2 separate regions of the Mus musculus genome follow, and region 1 is linked to region 2. Evidence: chromatin contacts called from public HiChIP or PLAC-seq data. All regions are on one chromosome and are shown on one strand. The core of a region is the stretch at or near the end of the contact, and the rest is flanking DNA. Distances in the headings are between cores, read along the strand shown. Region 1 overlaps Phkg1 (phosphorylase kinase gamma 1). Region 2 has its middle 65 kb from the start of Gm34145.

Region 1 (2,700 bases), core at 86-2,585, 630 kb before region 2:
AAAATTAATTGTAAGGTATGGAGAAGTCAAGTCACTCCGTGTTGGCTAGTTTTATGTCAACTTGATACAAGGTAGAGTCACAGGAAAAGAGGGAGCGCATTTGAGAAAATGCCTCCATAAAATCCAGATGTAGAGGCTGGAGAGATGGCTCAGCGGTTAAGCACACTGACTGCTCTTCCAGAGGTCCTGAGTTCAATTCCCAGCAACCACATGGTGGCTCACAACCATCTGTAATAGGATCTGATGCCCTCTTCTGGTGTGTCTGAAGACAGCTACAGTGTACTCATATACATAAAATAAATAAATAATTCTTTAAAAAGAAAATCCAAAGGTAGGCAAGCCTGTAGGGCATTTTCAAGTGCTGGAGCTAAAGGTGTGTGCCTTCAGATCTGGCCTGTGTCTTCATTATTTAAATCATTTGTTTTGATCATCATTGATGTGTGAGTGTGGTGTGTATGTGTGCAGGTGTGTCTGTATGTGGGTATGTGCAAGTGTTGGTACCTGTGCAGACCACAGGCTCTCTTGAATTCTCTGGAACTAGACTTATACACAATTGTTAGTGCCTTGACATGGGTGCTGGGAACCGAGCCCAGTTCCTCCAGAAGAGCAGTCAGTGCTCTTAACCACTGAGCCATCTCTCCAGCCCGTTTCTCCGTTTGTTTTTGTTTTTGTGACAGGGTCCCACGTAACTCGAGCTAGCTTCCAACTCACTATGTAGCTGAGGCTGGCCTTGAACTCCTGATTCTCCTGTGTCCACGAGGATTACAGGCATACGCCTCCACAGCTGGCTTTTAAACTTAGATGGGCAGACTTTGCCTTCCCAACACTTACACGGTTGATTCTTCCCATTTGCTTCCTGGCCAAAAAAAAAAAAAAAAAAAAAAAAAAAAAAAAAAATCCCAACTCCTCTAGATCTGGCTTTAGGGGTCCTGGGCTAGAGACTCAGATGCCTAACCTCCGCCCCCAGCGCCAACAGATCCCAGGGTGCCATGAATGTTCATAGGCAGGGACACCATATTTTCCTAGCTTCTTGCTTTTCTTCCAGTTCTTCCCAGACAACTCCTCTACGCCCTTCCCAGGTTCCTTTCCTCAGAGGAACAGTCCACCTCGCCCTCGGCAGCAGCAGGGTGGGAACAACACAGGTCTGGGGACAAGTAAGGCGCTGGTGGTCTTGGAAACGCTTTGTTCCCACAGGATGAAGAGAGGGGAACTCTTTGACTATCTCACTGAGAAGGTCACCTTAACCGAGAAGGAAACCAGGTAAGGCGCATGCGCCTTCTGCACTAGTACTAGCATCAAAGCGGTCTGGCGGGAGGCCTGGCGTGCGTGTTTTAGCTGAGGTCATGCTGGCTTCTGGGATCTCCCAGCTCCTTGGCTCAATCTACATTCTAGATGCTAGACCGTACCCAGCCTATCCTAGCTCTAACATCGTATGCAGTGTGGTTAGCATGTGGGCTTTGGCTTCCCTGAATCTTCTCTCTGTTAAGTGGAAGAGGAACATATAGGGGAACAATCAGTTCTGTGGTATGGAAAAAGTTTTGCACAATTCTAAATTCAAAAATTAAGCCATGGGGCTGGTGAGATGGCTCAGCGGGTAAGAGCACCGACTGCCCTTCCGAAGGTCCTGAGTTCAAATCCTAGTAACCACGTGGTGGCTCACAACCGTCTGTAATGAGACCTGATGCCCTCTTCTAGGGTGTCTGAAGCCGCTACAGTGTACTTACATATAATAAATAGATAAATCTTTAAAAAAAAATTAAGCCACTATTCTTGGAGAGATGGGCCAGCAATTAGAGTACTTGTTATTCTCACTTAAAAAAAATATTTTATTTATGTTGGGCGGTGGTGGCACACCCTTTAATCCCAGCACTTGGGAAGCAGAGGCAGGCAGACTTCTGAGTTTGAGGCCAGTTTGGTCTACAGAGTGAGTTCCAGGACAGCCAGGGCTATACAGAGAAACCCTGTCTCAAAAAAACCAAAATAAATAAATAAATAAATAAATATTAAAAAAATATTTATTTTTATGTATATGAGCACACTGTAGCTGTCTTCAGACACACCAGAAGAGAGCATCAGATCCCATTACAGATGGTTGTGAGCCACCAAGTGGTTGCTGGGGATTGAACTCAAGACCTCTGGAAGAGCAGTCAGTGCTCTCAACCTCTGAGCCATATCTCCAGCCCCTTTGTTCTTGATTTTTTTTTTTAATTTTTATTAGGTATTTAGCTCATTTACATTTCCAATGCTATACCAAAAGTCCCCCATATCCACCCACCCCCAATCCCCTGCCCACCCACTCCCCCTTTTTGGCCCTGGTGATCCCCTGTACTGGGGCATATAAAGTTTGCAAGTCCAATGGGCCTCTCTTTCCAGTGATGGCCGACTAGGCCATCTTTTGATATATATGCAGCTAGAGTCAAGAGCTCCGGGGTACTGGTTAGTTCATAATGTTGTTCCACCTATAGGGTTGCAGATCCCTTTAGCTCCTTGGCTACTTTCTCTAGCTCCTCCATTGGGAGCCCTGTTCTTGATTTTTGAGATGGGGTCTCACTATGTAGCCCTGCCTGGCCTAGAACTTGTTGTGAAGGCCAGGGCGGCCTTGAACTCACAGAGATCTGCCTGCCTCTCTGCCTGCAGCGTGTTGGCATTAAATACTTGCGCCACCCATATTGATGGCTCACAAATGTCTGTGACTCCCGT
Region 2 (2,700 bases), core at 107-2,606:
TATTTGACTCCCCGGGCATCTGCTCAAGCTTCCAGGTGATTGTGTCCCCCGACAAAGAATTGCACCAGAGACATACGGTTGGACATAGCAATTGAGACGTTTTATTAAGAGAAAGAGGTTTCTGCAGCGCTCAGAGAGAGCATCTGGCTCAGGTGAAAAGAGCCCTTGGCAAGCAATTGCAGCTCTGAGCTGGTGACAGAAACCAGGAGGGGCCCTCAAGATGTTCTCTTTATAGCTAAGGGGAGAAGAAGCACCCCCGAGGGATAGTGACATCACCCTCCTGGGGAAGTTTACATGCTGGGGACTGGGTCTACTTAATTTACTTGATCTGTTCTCAATTGGCCCAACATGCCTGTTTACCTGGGCAGGCTGCTCAGATCTCAGAAGCGCCTGCTCCAAATCTCTCCGTGTCCCACTTTTCCTTTGAGGGGGAGGCTATGGCTATGCAGCCCCGAGGACAAGGCAGAGGGGTGGCAGCGGGTGATTGGATGGGGACAGCGGAGCTGCCCAAAGCAATATCAGGATTTTAGTTCAAGACTTGGAACAAGATGCCAGGCAGGCAAAATCGTGTGGCATCCACAACAGGCCACAATGAAAGTGATGCAGGTGAGAGGTGGGGGGAGGTCCCTCCCGGCCTGGGGCGGTTCTTTGTGGCACGAAATACTTGTGCTAAGTCCCCCTTTCATTAATGAGTCCCCTGGAGGGCTGATGTTTGACACTCCCAGACTGTGCCTGGAGTGTCACCTGCTCTTGCTTATTGTCTCACATGCAAAACTGCTTTGGAATCTACAATTCTGGGATTCTTCATCTTCTGTGACCAAGGCTTCTTTCAATGTGGCTATGATCCAGTTCACTTCCTTAGCCATGGCTAGACCAGCAGGTTAGCAGGTTTCTGGGGGTGAACTGGAAGATCCTGGAAGCGTTTGTGTGTAAGATGCATATGTGTGTGTGTGTGTGTGTGTGTGTGTACATACAGGTTCATGTGTACATGTATGTCCATGTACAAGGAGATGCCAGACAACACCTGAGCTGCCATTCCTCTGGTGTAGTTTGCATTGTTTGTTTGAGGCAGGGTCTCTCATTGAGACCCTGGAGTCATCAAGTAGGCTAGGCTCAATGGCTCCACAGCCTAGGAACCTACATTTCTCCACCTCTTCTGTGTCAGGAGAGCAAGTACACATGCCTCATGCAGCTGGCATTTTACATGGGCCCTGAGGACCAAACTCAGGCCCTTCACATGCAAGGCAAGCTCTTTACAAGCTGAGTCACCTCCCCAGTTGGTTGGGGGGGGGGAGTTTTAAGCATCTGCCCCGGTTGTTTTCAGCCGCCATTGAGGTCCTGGGAACATTTTATTACTAGAGGAGGAATCAAGGTTACATCTTTCACAGGAATAGCAAGGCAGCCCTGACTCCCAGACTGTTTAAAGCAAGCTCTGATGTGAGACCTGGGCTTTTTGCCCTTGAAACTGTAGCAACCAGCACCATGGGCAGGGTCTCTGTGAGCTTGACCTTGAGGTTTTAAATGAAGCTCTACCGGGCACTCCTTCCTGCATCTCCTTGGCCTCCAAGGAAGAGGGAATTAAAGACCCTGTGAAGCATACCCTTTGATTTGCTAATTCCTGGGAAAGGGAGCCAAGAATTGTCCTTTGGGGCTTAGAACACAGAAGCAAAGGCTCCAGGAAATGTGGGCAGCTCAGTAGGCTGTGAGTGGCACGTGGTCAGTGGAAGATACTGAGGTTCGAGGTCACTGCTAGGTGACATCACAAGATCTGCATCTCCAGGAGCCTCCTGAGAGATCCAACCTCCAGAGGCCAACAGAAGCCTGGCAGAGTGAGAACCTGGCCCTATGCTCCCAGCTTATCGGAGCTGCAGGGGGCTGCCTGGGCTTCATGTGCCTCAGGGTGCTGAAGTTTCACCCTGAGCCGTCTTCAGGCTTGTCACCTCATAAACACTTCCGAATAACGGTGGCAAAGCCACCTTATCCACATCCTGCTGGGGCTTCCTCTGCTTCCAGCCAAGAGCGGTTTCCCGTCATGCTAATGAAAAGTTTAGCTGGAACAGAAGTGAGGTTTAAAAGAGAAATATCGAGGAGGCCATGCTGGGAGCACGGAAGGTGCGGGGGACGCCGGGACTGGAGATTTGAAATCAGGCCAATTTCTTCATCCTACAGAAGGGGAAACAGAGGCCTGGAGAAGTGGTAGGCCTCACCTAGGTCACAGAGCTAGAGGCTAGCACCAAGGTGCCTGTCACTGGCAGGAGGCATCTGAGACAGTATAGTATCTGTACTGGCTAGTTTTGTGTCAACTTGACACAGCTGGAGTTATCACAGAGAAAGGAGCTTCAGTTGGGGAAATGCCTCCATGAGATCCAGCTGTAAGGCATTTTCTCAGTTAGTGATCAAGGGGGAAAGGCCCCTTGTGGGTGGGACCATCTCTGGGCTGGTAGTCTTGAGTTCTATAAGAGAGCAGGCTTGAGCAAGCCAGGGGAAGCAAGCCAGTAAAGAACATCCCTCCATGGCCTCTGCATCAGCTCCTGCTTCCTGACCTGCTTGAGTTCCAGTCCTGACTTCCTTTGGTGATGAACAGCAGTATGGAAGTCTAAGCCGAATAAACCCTTTCCTCCTCAACTTGCTTCTTGGTCATGATGTTTGTGCAGGAATAGAAGCCCTGACTAAGACAGTATCCTTACCTCCATGGGAGTG

The links. HiChIP or PLAC-seq counts read pairs in DNA pulled down with a chosen protein or histone mark.
Region 1: a contact with region 2 is called in an H3K27ac HiChIP or PLAC-seq map of embryonic stem cells, with 6 times the contacts expected there. The contact joins two enhancer-like sites.

Annotation. Positions count from the first base shown.
Region 1 is chr5:129,868,021-129,870,720 of GRCm38.p6, reverse strand. It overlaps Phkg1 (phosphorylase kinase gamma 1), which reads left to right. Exons shown (of 10, transcript NM_011079.3): 5 at 1,195-1,260. Among named protein-coding and RNA genes, the nearest start is that of Phkg1, 9.7 kb to the left of the region's middle. Within about 2 kb of position 1,335, at least 12 of the 459 cell types and tissues checked have an H3K27ac peak or open chromatin away from gene starts, as enhancers often do. A contact at or near this core is called in embryonic stem cells, where this site is marked.
Region 2 is chr5:129,241,322-129,244,021 of GRCm38.p6, reverse strand. No RefSeq gene overlaps it. Among named protein-coding and RNA genes, the nearest start is that of Gm34145, 65 kb to the left of the region's middle. Within about 2 kb of position 1,356, at least 8 of the 459 cell types and tissues checked have an H3K27ac peak or open chromatin away from gene starts, as enhancers often do. A contact at or near this core is called in embryonic stem cells, where this site is marked.